Linked DNA regions of Rattus norvegicus: region 2 is linked to region 1. A link is a contact called in public Hi-C data. All regions are on one chromosome and are shown on one strand. Each heading gives the region's core, a stretch centred on a gene start, on an enhancer-like site or on the middle of the called end of the contact. The rest is flanking DNA. Distances are from core to core; before and after follow the strand shown. Region 1 overlaps Ak7 (adenylate kinase 7). Region 2 overlaps LOC134479472 (a long non-coding RNA gene).

The links. Hi-C and Micro-C count contacts between places; a contact is called where the count stands out from the background.
Region 2: a Hi-C map of liver shows a contact between it and region 1, with 5 times the contacts expected there. The contact joins two enhancer-like sites. A contact is called at or near these places in 7 of 12 Hi-C or Micro-C datasets (the A7r5 cell line, the Rat2 cell line, Schwann cells and 4 more).

The regions. Positions count from the first base shown.
Region 1 is chr6:130,390,172-130,397,521 of GRCr8, forward strand. The region is part of intron 4 of Ak7 (adenylate kinase 7); the gene reads left to right. Among named protein-coding and RNA genes, the nearest start is that of Ak7, 17 kb to the left of the region's middle. Within about 2 kb of position 4,445, at least 10 of the 93 cell types and tissues checked have an H3K27ac peak or open chromatin away from gene starts, as enhancers often do. A contact at or near this core is called in liver, where this site is marked.
Region 2 is chr6:130,630,291-130,637,640 of GRCr8, forward strand. LOC134479472 (a long non-coding RNA gene) reads left to right here. Exons shown (of 3, transcript XR_010052832.1): 2 at 4,991-5,229; 3 at 5,817-7,350. Among named protein-coding and RNA genes, the nearest start is that of Vrk1, 46 kb to the right of the region's middle. Within about 2 kb of position 3,536, at least 28 of the 93 cell types and tissues checked have an H3K27ac peak or open chromatin away from gene starts, as enhancers often do. A contact at or near this core is called in liver, where this site is marked.

The DNA.
Region 1 (7,350 bases), core at 3,195-5,694:
TGCTGATGACAGCGCAGTGCATTCCCCGAGTGTCTGGGTGACACCGGTGGACGTAAGACCACCATGAGCACAGCACAGCAAACACGCGCCCATTGGTCACACATTGGTCACAGCGGCTACATCGTGACTAAAGGCGTGCCTTCTTCCAGCGCTGCTGCCTCAGAGACTTGTGGCTGTGTGACAGCCTCCCACTCAGTGGAGAATCACCCTAGCATCTCTTCAAGACTCATCAGAGGGTACGATCAGAGTGACGAGGACATTATAGTGTTCAACACACACCTGCCCCAGGGAAAAGACCGCAAACTCAATCCAAATTATAATCACTAAGTTTATTGATACTGCTAGGGGACTGGTGATCGATCTCTGAGCCAGATTAGAGATTGCCATGTGAAGTGGGCTGAGGGAAGAGGGAAGGACTTTTTTTTAATTTATTTATTTATTCTATATAAGTCCACTGTAGCTGTCTTCAGACACAAGAAGAGGACATCAGACCCCATTACAGATGGTTGTGAGCCACCATGTGGTTGCTGGGATTTGAACTCAGGACCTCTGGAAGAGCAGTCAGTGCCCTTAACCACTGAGCCATCTCTCCAGCCCCGAGGGAAGGACTTTTAAGGGCAAAAACCACAAGAAAACCTTGAGTATCTGCACAAGCAAGCCAAGAGCCATTGTGTGCTACCAAGATTAGGATGTCATGGTAACCTCAGAACAGCCATTGAATGTCTACATAAGCAGGTCACAGAAGCAAATGAAGAAACAAGCAGTCATAATGTAACAAAGCAGATGGTATGGCTGTGTCTGGGGGGTTGGGGGGGAGTGTCATTCTGTCCAGGTTACTGGGAACATGGCTTCCGGGGACTTGAAGCTGAGACAAATGGTTATTAGATGCATGACTAGTATAAAATGAAGTTTCCTTAGCCGTTGAGACAAAGCAAATGGTGTGCGGGATCTCCCACACACCGGCATTGACATTGCTTCTCAGCTCTCCAAAGCGATACATTATTGATTACAAGATGCATTTTCCTAGCCATTTCCAGCCACGTTGAATCCGGGACTCTGGTCCTTACGCAGCAGGCACCTACACTTACTGAACCATCTTGCTAGTCCCTGTTTGTTTTTAAAGTCTAGCTATGTTCTGAGGGTGAGCAAAGAACGCAGAGAAGATGCTAACGCAGCCAGACTCTCAGAACAAGGGTGACTGACAGGTTCTAGTTGTCACAAATAACTAGCTAGCCCGGAGCCCACACAAGTTCCAGGCGGGTGGAAAACAGTAAGCGATTTGAATAGTCATCGGCAACCTTGGCTCAGTGGCACGCAATGAAAGCTTCACCGGAAGCTGAGGCAGCTACACCGGAAGCTGAGGCAGCCGGACCACCTCAGTACAGGAAGAGTTCAGCTCCAGCCTGGACAGCAGAGACCCTTGCATAAAGAATAAATCAGTAAAACAATTCAACCATAGGAAGAAGGTCCAGTTAACAGAGTCATCAGATTTCACTTAAAAATAAATAAGCCGGCTGGAGACATGGCTCAGCAATTAAGAGCACTGACCGCTTCCAGAGGTCCTGAGTTCAATTCCCAGCAACCACAGTGGGGCTCACAACCACCTGTAGTGGGATCTGATGCCCTCTTCTGGTATGTCAGCTACAGTGTGCTCATATGCATAAAATAATTCTTTAAAGACAAACACATTTTAAAATAAACAAGCCAGGCAGTGGTGGCACATATCTTTGATCCCAGCACACCGGAGGCCAGCAGACCTCTGAGTTCCAGGACACCCTGCTCTACCCAGCAACTTCCAGGACAGCTAGAGTTACACAGAGACCCTGTCTCAAGAAACCAGTAATCATCATCATCATCATCATCATCAAGCAAGAGCAAAGCCACACCAAGTGAGCGCAGTTGTTGCCACATCTGTTCAGGAACCGACAGAATTTTCAGAAATGCTGACATCTTTTCCTACATAACAAGGAAAGGGTACAATGCCAGATGGAGAGGAACTGGAGCATCTGTCAGTAAAGGAAATGATCACTTCTTCAGCGGCAAGGAACTAGCCCTCCCCACCCTCCCCACGCCCTGCTGCCCCCCCACCCTATTCCCCCAACCCCACCCCCATACCTCCACCCCCACCCCCTGCCAGTGAAAGGTGGCCTTAAAGCAAACAAGCTCTGGGCACACTCTGGAGTCAGCAGGGAGAGGGTTATTTCAAGCCTAAGAATTCTGGGCTAGCCCACGCACATGGTGAGACCTTGTCCCTGCTTCATGGGGTTTTGTTGACATTTCTCTCGTTTTGTGTTTTAATGTAAAATACACTCATGTGCTGCTGTCAATGTAATGAAATTTAAGGACTAAAGGAGAATAGCCCCAAACACCAGTAGCAAAGGTTCACAGCGCAGAGCCTGGTCTCTGTCTCTCCAGGAACCTAAAGGCAGAAACTGAACTGACAGCCCTGACTGGTTTTCAATGACAGGCTTCCATGCAGCTGGCTGGGCAGAGACTGTCCCCTTTCTTTAGTGAAAATCCATGGCCAGGGTACCTTGCAGTCCACCTTGTAGTCTGCAGACACCGGGACTGGCAATGGGGTAAAGCTAGAACAGTCATATCCGGCAGTCGGGTCATGTTAGCCAGGGCCGAGAAGCTCCTAGGCTCCTGTACCCTAGATGGCATCCACAGCAGGCAGCAGCCACCCAGCAGTTTTCCTGGTCTGGGAGCCTGGCAACTAAACCTTGGGCTAGAAAGATGGGTGCTTCTAGAACATTCTCTTTCCAGTCTGGGTGTGAGTTTGATTGCTAAGGTTAGCAAATAAAAGTGCGTACAAGAGCGGTCAGCTCAGTTTAAACTTCCGATAAGTAGTGACTAAGTTTCAACACAAATATTCTTTCGGGGTACACGATTCATTTGTTTATCTCATTGTCCCATTTATTTCTTCTTCTTCTTTTTTTTTTTTTTTTTTTTTGGTTCTTTTTTTTCGGAGCTGGGGACCGAACCCAGGGCCTTGCGCTTCCTAGGTAAGCGCTCTACCACTGAGCTAAATCCCCAGCCCCCCATTTATTTCTTCTTAATCTAGCAATCCATGTGCTATGGGTTGGACACATGGATGTAAAAGAACAGCCAATTGTGTGATATGTAATTTGTCCAGGATATGCCATGTCTGCAAAATGGTGGAGTAGCTACAGTTTCCCTCACAAACTAATTTTCTGTCTTTCTGCTAAAAGAATCCCTGGTACTGGGGTTGTCCCAGCCCACTCCCACCCACCCACCCATCCATCCACCCACCCACCCACCCACCCATCAGCCAGTTTCCCAGCCAAGTTCTTTTTTTTTTTTTTTTTTTGTTCTTTTTTTCCGGAGCTGGGGACCAAACCCAGGGCCTTGCGCTTCCTAGGCAAGCGCTCTACCACTGAGCTAAATCCCCAACCCCTCCCAGCCAAGTTCTTAATGCATCATCCAAAGTGTACCACCAGCCCAATCTAGTAATCGTATCCAAGGCAACTTTCTAGCTCCAGGCTCAACTGTCAGCTTCCCCAACCATGAAAACTTCTGGATGCCTATTGCTGGCTGTGGATTCCACCGAGGGATGGGTTTATCTTCGCTGCCAATCAAAACGTTAAAGGGGAAGAAAGAAGAGTTCCTAGAAATCTCAGAGTCCCAACAGAGCCATCATGTGACACCTGGGAAATGGGACTCCCTATTGGGGCTCGTTAGGACGGTGTCTCACTTTAAAAGAAAAACCCTCGGGGCGGGCAGGCGGTAAGCCTCAGAGCTGCCAGAAATGGAAGAACTATAAAGAAAAGGATCAAAGCCAGGCTGCTGGAGCTGAGGCGGCGAGGGCAGCTGCCTGGCGGTGAGTGAGGGGGAGAGTCTTAGAAACTCAGTACGGAAGGCTAAGCAGCGATTGAGGAGCTTCGAAAGCAGCCATAAGTTCCTAGAGGTGACACCTAGGTCCTTGACCTGTCCCATTGGATTAAGGAGGTGCGCTGGCCAGTCTTACGTCAACTCGACACACAAACTAAAGTCATCTGGAAAGAGGGAGCCTCGGATGAGAAGTTGCCGCTGTACGATCCAGCGGTACGGTATTTTCTTAGTGGTTGGTGGACGAGGGCCCAGCCCACTGTGGGTGGGCTAATGGTCCCGGGTTCTATGTTTCTGGACAAGCCTGCTAGCAGCACCCCTTCATGGCCTCTGCATCAGGTTTCTGCCGTTTGAAATCCTTCCCTGACTTCCTTCGATGATGAACAGCAATATGGAAGTATAAGACAAACCCTTTGTCCCCAACTTGTTTCTTTTTGTAATCATGCTGTTCTGTCTTAGCAATAGAAGCCTTCGGGGTAGGGGGAGAGAATCTATCGCCACCTAGTGGTGGGCTCCATTCCTTACCTTCTCCCTTCCTTCCTATTTGTCGTCCACCTCAACAACCCTGTTAAAATGTAATTCAGATTGTGCAACAGGCCCGCTTAAAAGGCGTCAGCCCCGGCTGGGGCACGGCTCAGTGGGCAGAGGTGCTCGCAGAGGCTCCCCACTCTGAGTCCCCAGAACCCCATTAAAGTCAGTCACATAGTGTGAGTGGTTGTCATCGCAGAGCTCCCGTGTGGACAAGGATGTCCCTGGAGGCTTGAGGACCAGTCGGCTGGGATGCTGGCTAACCAGAAACCAAAGAGGCCCTTTCTCTAACAAGGTGGACGGTGAGGACTGACACCCACGGTTGTCTTTTAGCCTGCACTCGAAGGCCATGGCACCTGCATGTCCACACCCTCAGGTGAATATTTACACACCACCCACCTGTCTCGGTTACCTACACTCCTCAGCATGGCCCACAGCCCTGAGCCTCCGCGTGCTGCCTTCTTCATCATCGTCAAGTTCCCACCACGGCTCCTGACATCTGGAGCAGGACCTCACGTAGCCCAAAATGGCTTGAATTCACCCTGCAGCCCAGGATGGCTCTGAGTCCCTGATCCTCCTGTCTACGCCTCTCCGGTGCTGAGCCCACACCTTCTCTTTTCTCTTCTTCCATTTTATAATCCACTCCAAATCCAGGCCCGGCTGAGTAGACTGGGATAGGATCTCATTTCCTTCACTGCAGCCTATATTTTCCCCACAGAAGCCATTTTTAAAGTTAAGAGCATATCCTCCACTATGCTGGAGCTGCCTGTGAGGCTCTCTCCTCTTTTTTAGAAAGATTTACTTATTTATTACATGTAAGTTCACTGTCGCTGTCTTCAGACACACCAGAAGAGGGCATCAGATCCCATTACAGATGGTTGTGAGCCACCATGTGGTTGCTGGCATTTGAACTCAGGACCTCTGGAAGAGCAGTCAGTGCTCTTAACCACTGAGCCATCTCTCCAGCCCATCCTCTTTTTTAAAATATTTATCTTGTTTATATGAATACACTGTAGCTGTCTTCAGACACACCAGAAGAGAGCATCATATCCCATTACAGATGGTTGTGAGATATCATGTATTTTCTGGGAATTGAACTCAGGACATCTGGAAAAGCAGTCAGTACTCTTAACCATGGAGACATTTTTCCAGCCCAAGAATCTCTCTTCTTAACTGAGCAAATTTGCAGATATGATATACTGGCATAAATACTGTCATTTTTGGGCTAGGGAGATGGCTCAGCTGTTAAAGTGTTTGGACAACAGAAGATACCTACACATGTATACCTGCCAACACACACACACACACACACACACACACACACACACACACACACACACACAAATGCACAAAGAAGGGGAAAACCACTTTGCCATTCATATTTACACGCCACACCCTTCTTGCATTGTTAGTTTTAATCTGTTGTTTCCAGATAGGCTTTCTTGTGTGGTCCTGGCTGTCCTGGAACTCACTCTGTAGACCAGGCTAGCCTAGAACTCCGAGATCTACCAGCCTGACCAAGCCAGCTCAGTCAGTCAACAGGTTCTCCAGCGTAGGAGCAAGGATTAAAAGGAAAAAGACAACTAGATAAGACTGTAGCATGACCCCATCCAGTTCTGAGGCTAAGGCAGGTTTATTTTTTTCCTAATCTGCTTTTATACCATTTTAATTACATGCAAATAAAGTCATTTCTAGGTTAAGGAACAAGCAAGACAATAAATACAAATAGTCAAGGAACAAGCAAGTCAATAAAAAGCCGGGTGATCAATGTTTCTAGGGGCTTATCAGGATGACCAAGATACCTGAGCCTACTTTCCCGTCCTAACCCAAAGTCAGATTCTTGCCTGAGGCCTGCTTCTTTGTTCTAACCTACTTCCTTGTCCTGACCCAATGTCAAATTCCTGCCAAGCAGCCCTGAAAGCTTTCCACACCAGCCTCTGCCTCCCAAGTACTTTTTTAAAGTTCCTGAATGCCCGTGACCATGGGTAAATTTCACCCTCAATTCATCATACAATAAATGTATTGTTTCTTTTCTATGGTTTGAGAGCAGGTCTCACTATATACCCCTTACTGGCCTAGAACTCAGATCTGCCTACCTCTGCCTTCTGAGTCCGAGAGGAAGGCATATGCACCACTCCCTACCCATGTCTCTGGTAATAATCCACCTCTCGTCTTGAACTGGTGCCTTTCTCAGTTTACAGTCACAGCTATACCCAAGTCCCAGGGACCCTAAAGACCATGAGGAGCCAATTCTGATGCAAACACACAAGGGTCTTTATTACAACAAGCCTGTGAGCCAGGGCTCTTGCCTCACCATAGCAGGGGGTCAGAAGTGAGAGCCTTAAGTCTAGGGTGCAGGGTATTTATTGTAGTTACAGCAAACTTGGGGGGGTTTCCATGAGGGTCAGCAAGTTAATATTTTAAAAACTATTTCTGGAGTAATCTTCAGGAACCAAACATGGGGGCAAAACCAGCTGACAGACAAGATGGCTAGGTTATCTGTTTCTGCAGGATGTCTTAGGTAATCTATATGTATCTTGACCCTGCTGTTGTAGTGAAGGGTTAAAATTTCTAAAAGTTAGTCATGAACAAAGTCTGGCTATGCCTAAAAGAATTTGAGATAGGGCTCCAAGGACACTGGCCATCTGGAGCTACCCCTGGAGCTACCTCCCTTCTCTTCCCCTTCCCTTCCTTCACTCCCTAATATGAGTCATCCCTTTGCTGAGCGAGATAAGCCACCTTGCCCATATTGCTAAGATGCTAGAATGCTTTGTTAACACAATTCCGTGCAGAAAAGAAAAAAAAAATAACTACACCCTTTGTACTAGCCAATTATGGGTATCCACACAAAAACCCCTGGTTTTCCCTATATAAGCCCCTGCCTAGAGAGGCTCGGGGCTTGACTCAGTCTCCTGTGTGGGATATGTGTCAGCCCGAGATCTCGTAAATAAAACTGCCTCTTGCTGATTACAT
Region 2 (7,350 bases), core at 2,286-4,785, 240 kb after region 1:
AGATGCCGTCACCAGCAGTGATGTACGGCTGCCTCTAAGCTTGCCAAGCCAGGCGTTCTGCTTCTGGTCTAAGCCACGATGTGTCAATATTACAGCCGAGTTGACAATCAGGGTTTATTTCCTTCTGGTGGGACTTAATGACAAGATGAGAACTCTTTGATCAGTTCCTTGAAAGGAACAAACCCTAACCACCTGGTGGGTTTTTAAGAAAGCTGGTTGAGGAACTTAGCAGCCACACTTTGGAAGGATGTCTGTCCAGCCCGAGACGGTGGCTGGTTGGTAAGGAGTGACTGTTAATGGATGCCGCCCCAGACTTTCATTTGCTGGCAGGATTCACTAGAAAGCAGGATGCAACCACTGGATAGAGCTCTGATCAGTCCACACATGCACAGACAGACAGAGAGATACAGACACACACAGACACAAGCATTCCAGCTGTTTTCTTTTTCCTTAAATACATTATCACTTTCTAAACTGATGGGTATAGGAAAGAATGCAGTCTCTCTCTCTTTTTTTCCAGCCCAGCGAGGCTGCAGGAAAAGTGATTCTGTTGAACAGCATAATGTTGTTTTCTAGAACGCCACCATCTCAGCCATGTTCCCTTTAATGCCGTTCTCTTTCCTTAGAAAAGGGGTTAAAATTAGTAGGCACATTTCATATTAGCGTATTTCATGCAATAAAGCATAAATTATTTAAAATAACACGACCTTTTATCTTGCACCTTTTGAAGGAAGCAAATTAAAAATGTAAATTGGGAGCTAATTAATATGCAAATGTATTCATTCGCAGTTAACAATTAGCAATTAAACCTGCAGTGTCTACAAAGAGCACGGACAAAATTAGTAACTTAATTTATCATTAAAAAATGAAAACGTACACAAAATTTTAATTGACTTTCAAAATATTTCCCCTGCATTTCTCTTTCTTTCATTTTTTTTTAATACTGAAAGAAATTCTTAAAAAATATTATGCCTTAGCGTTTCGAATGTAACTGGGTGCACGCAGTATTCTGGGAGTTCATTTAATAGGAAAGCATGTTAGGAGAAGTTTGCCTTTTATATGAGGTATTAAAAAATGACATTTAAGAATGTTGACTTGTGTTTCATAGTTGAGTTCAAGACAGAAATAAATACACAGACTCCCCCGTGTTTGGGAATATAGATGGCAGAGCTTTGTATGGGTAAGGGGCACACTTCCTGTAGGAATAGATGTGGCTGTGCATGTGTGTGCATTCGAGTCAAGTCGGCGCCTTCCAGAGAAGATACACAGCGAGAGCCCAATTGGGCCATTTACATGCTTCTGGTTCAGCTTTGAGAATTCCAGTACAAAACGGTTGCAGGGAAAAAAATCAGCAACAAACAGCTTAAGATGTAAATAAGACACTCTAGGCTGATCGGGAGACGCATTTGCATTCCGTGTTACATTAAGCCACCCACACCGCCACCCAGGCACGCAGATTTTTCCACTTTTGCATATTTTTCTGACTTTGAGGTCGGTCTCCTACACCTTCTCCCTGTCAGCCTAGCTCTGCCTGCAGATGTAGGCTTGTGTTTTCTGCACGTCTCCATTCTCGCGTCACGCAGCCTAGGAAGGCGCCCAGCAAACGCAGACGATTCGCTTGCAACCTTATTCTGGGCATTTAAACAGCACCTGCTGCCTGGCCCCATTAAGTCTCCTTCACAAATGTTTTCCTTCCGTTTTGTCTCCATTCAGGGATGGTCTTTCTGCGTCCCCCTCCTCCGGGAACCTCTTCTGTTTAGAATAGGGCTGCACTGGCTGTCTTCTAGTCCGAGTTGGCTCCTGATCTCATCCCTTTGAATGAGGTTTTATCATCAACAGAGTCCCTGCAACACTCACAGGGTACTTTCAGGGAGGGTGGCGAGTCTGGCTGTTTTCTCTAGACAATAGACATCTCTCTCTTCCAATATGACTCTAATGCGATTCAACCCACATTGTACAGCCCATTTCCATTAAAGGCACAAAGGACAATGGTCCCCAGTGTGAGATCCTCAGAAGCCAGGAGGCCATGCGAGTCAGTGTTTAAATTGATTTCGCCAGAGAAGGTGTTTGCTCTCTTTCCGGTGAAGGTAACGACACCGGCAGGTTCTTCTGGCTTCAACTGTTATTATTCTTAGATAGGGACTTAGCTTATAAACCCGTGTGTGTGTGTGTGTGTGTGTGTGTGTGTGTGTGTGTGTGTGTGTGTTGGGAATAAAGAAGTAATCTACCCTTTTATAACAGTATGAAAAAAGTGTCTTCTCTCTCAAAAACATGTACCCCTCAGATGATTTCCAATGTGCCACAAACCCCCAGAACTTAAAATAAATAAATAAATAAAAAGCTCAGTTTGAACTTGCAATTAGGTTACAGTGGTAAAAACAGAACCCTCGACTTGAGTGAAAATGTGTTGTGGATCTGCTTGTGTCTTATCGACAGGAGAATTTTTATGTCGGTTTCAAGGTATGGGGAGCAAGCAGGAACCAAAGTCGTGTCTCAGCTCAGCGGCACCCACGGGAAGTAGATCTCCATTCAGAGGAACACACCACCAAGTCCAGTCCTCAGCTCTGGGGTTTTAAGGTTCTCAGACGGCAGCCAGGGACCAGTGTATAGAAGTGACACTTCCTCCTTTTAGAGGAAACAGCATGCAATCTCAGTGTGGGGAAAATGTGGACTTCGTCACGGCCACTGCTGCTTAAGGAGCGCCTCGCGCTCTTCCTTCCTCCTGAGCACCCCTCGGGCTGCTGATGAGAGTGCGGGGTGATCTCCTCCCAATATGTAAATCTCAATACAAGAAGCAAATAAAAACCCAACCTGCACGCACTGTACCTCATCTGCCAAAAGAGACCCAACGGGCCTTCCATACTTTTTTTTTTCTCCTTTTTGCTCGGGCGCCTGCGGTAGCAAGCAGTTACAACAATCCGAAAATTAAGTTACCACAATTAGGAATTAGAAGCAGGTGGCATAATAATGGTGCTTTTTTTCATTTCATTTATTAGCAAAAAGAGGGAGAGGCGCTTCATTTATTTTCATCAGCCCTCGGTAAAAGCATAGCAATTTGCAACACAAAAATCATTTCAAGTACCTCAGCCTCGTGCAACCTCGTTTTCCTTTTTTTTTTCTTTCTTTTTTTTTTTTAGCTTAAAAGCCTTTTAAAGTTTGCCTACCCACCACCCCCGCCCCTCGAAAGTGGAGTGTGTGTGTGTGTACGCGCCCCCCCTCCCCCGCGTTAGGTGACGAAGTAAGTGCTGATGGGATCGGGCTATTTCTCCCCTTAAGAAGTTTCGGGGAGCAGAATTGGAGGTTGGGGAGCCCCAGTATGCCCTGCCTCCTTTTGCCTGGTTTCCGTTTCACACGGCTTGTTTAATCTTGCAAAAATTTAGTTCGTGTGCAACAACAAATAAGGCACTGGACAACTATCTGCACGGTGGCCCCATCAGCCACCCTGGCCGCATCCGCATCTCTGCACCCCAGTGCAACCCAGCACCCGGCAGGCTTCCCGGATGTTCCAGGACCCCATGGCACGACAACCCTTGCGCTCCCTCTAGCGTTAGTATCTGGGATCGCCATGAGCTGCGGTGCAGCTGGGATGCCTGCAATCCCGGGAAGTGGGAGACGATGTGGGGTGCACACCGTTGCTGAGTGCACCGGATGTGCGGGGTGCACGAAGTGTGCCGGGCGCTGGGGACTCCTGGAGTTGCACGCGGCCCCTGCGACCCCGCGGTGGGAGATGCTAATTGCCGGCTTTGGGCAGCTCTTTCCAAGCCTGGGGCCCCTTTCTCCTGTTGCCCCCTCAGTCCAAGAACTAAGCTCCAGGCGAGCCACCGCCGGCTTTCATCCCAGCTCGTAGCTTGTGTTTCTCCCGGTCAAGGAGAGGTCGCGACGCTAGGCGGTCCCTGCTTTGCGTACCCCACTTCTGCCCCCGCCCTCAGCTCCGGGCTGGTTTGACTTTGTCTCCTGTTGGTCCATCTTGGGTGTCCGGGATAGCGCTCTCTGTTCCTGTTTTCCTCTCACCACCCTCTAGGTCCCTCCTGGGCTTCCCGCCACAGGGAGCTTGTTTTCTACCGTCTTTCTTCTTTGCCGCATACTTTTCCTTTGTATTTCATCCTTTCAGTCTGTTCCTCTCTCACCCTTTACGACTAAAACGAGTTAGAATTCAGGAGTCACAGGCTAGAGGGCCCCACAGCCTGTCCGGTGCTGAGGAACACACTGTAGGCTCCTATGTCTTTCTTACATTAGTGTAGAGTGTGTCGTCCTTTCCAGACTTCGCAAAGATTGTAGGGATTTGAGGAAGATCAAACAAGCCTGGGAACACCTGCCAAGGGGGCGCGGGGGGTGGGGGGTGGGGGGCAGGGAGGGAGGTGGGAGGAGGGGTGGGGGTGGGGGCGAGGCAGCACTGCCCTTCTGGAGTAAAATTTGGCAATCCCTATCACGAACCTTTTGCACATTATCAGTAATGCCACTTCTTGGAATCCAGCCCAAAGAAATAATATGAAAGGTTAAAAAAATATTTTGGACCCAAAAAATGTTAATCACGGGCCTGTGAGATAACTGATCAGCTAGAGGAGAAAAGCGACTTCAGCAAGTTGTTCTCTGATCTCCACAGGATGCCATGGGGCCTACATACCCTGCCCTACATAATTCATTAATAAATAAATGTAATTAAAAAAGAAGAAACTACAGGGGCATGGAGAAATCTTGGAAATACAGAAGTCTCAAAATGTCCAACAACAGCGGGCTGTAAGTAACAGAGTCGGCTGCCGTCTGCGTTGGTGTTGCTCAGGGGGTCATGGTTTTAAGAATGCCAATACCCCCGGAGAAGCAGGCCATGGAGTGGTCAGCCTGAAAGCAGGATCAGAACCACTGGTGACGCTGGATGCAGATGCACACAGAAAGCATCTGTACACGCCCGTCCTGGCAGTCGGTGCAAACCATGGTTTCTTTCCTTCCTCTTTTCCAATTTCCCTTCTGCCTCCTGATTTTTTTTTTTTAGGATGGAATTAAAAAGCATCGGCTTCTCGGTTTCCTTTGAAAACCGCAAGCCCCTGAGAAAAAGGGCAGGGAGGCCCAGTAACTGCAAGAACAGGAGCTGTGGAGTACCGGAAGTGACCTACAAGGATGTGGGAGTCCAGAACAGAGCACGAGTTTGGGGAAACTCTGCATGCTTCCCACAAGCTGGGCAGTGCTTGAACCCATGGGCAGAGCTCCACGGTTCTGCCGGTTATGGGTGAGGTATGTGACTACTACAGTGAGTGTATGTGTATGTGACAGAAGTGGGGGGAGAGGGAGAGGGAGGGATGAAGGAGGGAGAGAGAGGAGGGGGCGACTTGTGGGAGTCCTCTCCTATCATATGGGCCCCAGGGGTTGAACTCAGGCTGTCAGGTGTAGTGTCAATGTTGGCATTTTGGTTTCTTTAGAAAACACAGAAATATTGTAACAATATGTTTTGTTTTAATCCCAGGAGTGAGATATGGGGCTGCTTCAGATTGTCCACAGCAGCTGACTGTGATTTGCCTCCTGCTCTAGCAGGGGCTTGATTTTGCCAGCTGCAGATATTTTTTGGTGATTGTGTGACTTTGGAATCCTGGGGACTTTTCAAAGGGTACATAAATACCAGGGCCCTGGGAGGTGTGGTTGGTCGATATAGGTCGTTGTTGGTCACTGTTTGTCAAGTAGCGTGCCCAGAGAAGAAAGAAGAAATTAGATAACCCGTTGGGGAAGATCATATTTGTCCCAAGAAACCTGATACCCCTAATCAGCAGGAAGTAGTCTAATGATGTCACCCCTTTTCCTTTTCCCTGTTCTTTTCTCCCATCCAGTGTTAGGGGGTTGAAAGGTTGGAAGAAAGAAGAACCCACAAAGTAGCAAAGATGAGCTACAGCCGGCCTTAGCAGCAAGCTCTACCCACCCTGACAGCCCAGGACTGACTGGTTCTTTCATGTTGAGGAAAACTCCCTTCAGGCCTGGAGTTTTAATCAGAACGAGACACCCCTCCCCCCCCCATCCCTTGTCACCTGATCACTCATTCCAATAGAAGTCATAACTGGCTTCTGTTGTCACGAATAGGGTTGTGTGTGGTAAGTACTCCCCAGAGTATGCTTATTGTCTGGCCCAAAATGCTGGGTGCACGCATTGAGTACTCCCTGTATACCAGGCTATACCAGGGCTGTAAATTCCATAGACCCTGAGGAAACCAGAAGCCAAGGGGGTTCACGTCCCATGACCTTTCGCCTTCTACGTCAGAGCTTCTGATACTGCCTCCTTGTCCTTCCTTCCCTGCTGTCCAGCAAGACACTGGACCTGTTGTGACAGCCACCCACACATGACTAGTGAGTGCTCAAAAATGTGTCCAGGACCACTTGGCAATCAAGGCTGCATTTTAATCTACTCTAATCGACGTGTCAGCATGTGGGTAGTAACTGCAGTGTCGGATGGCCCAACTCACTGAGAACCTGTCCTGAGCTCTGCCTGTGACGCTGTCACATCTCTCCCTGCCACCACCTCTGCAGTCCGAATGTCACTGCTGTGGTGTGACTGAGCACGTCCTGGTTTACAGCAGCTCCCGCCATGGGTTCGAGCCCACATGAGCATCGCTTCCAACTCTTCAGGGACCTCCATGTGAGGGCTGAGAGCCCTTTTGGAAGTCTTTATGCCAGGGGAATGAATGGTCATTGCTCTCCAAAGTTTCTTCTGCTCAGACAAGCACATGCTAAAAACTCACCAGCAACAGAGCCAAGACTTGCTGAGGACAGTACTAGTGGATATTCCTTAAGTTTTGCTCACTTAGCACCTCCTGGGTCTCCCCTAGCCCGGAGCCATGCTCTACCGAGCACCCCTACACCCAGCTCCTCTACTCCTGTAGGACCCTGCAGCTTCTGGGGTTTCTGTCTGATGTCTGTGTTTGTATCTGTCTTCTCCGTTAAGCTTAGAACCCCTACAGGGCAGATAGTTTCTCTGTCCTTGTGGACTGAATCCACAGGACCCACTGCACAGTGGGCATCCCATAAGCATGCACAGGAGCCAACACGACACACACTAGGTGCTCCTTCGGACCCACTGCACAGTGGGCATCCCATAAGCATGCACAGGAGCCAACACGACACACACTAGGTGCTCCTTAGGACCCACTGCACAGTGGGCATCCCATAAGCATGCACAGGAGCCAACACGACACACACTAGGTGCTCCTTAGGACCATGTAGAAATAAGTACCACACACAGTGGGTCCTCCATGAGAGTGCATGTAAGCTGGGGCTGGGGAGATGGCGCAGTAGTTAAGAGCACAGGCTGCTTTTGCAGAGGACCTGGGTTCAGTCCCCAGCAACCCACACAGTGTCTCACGACGTTCTGTAA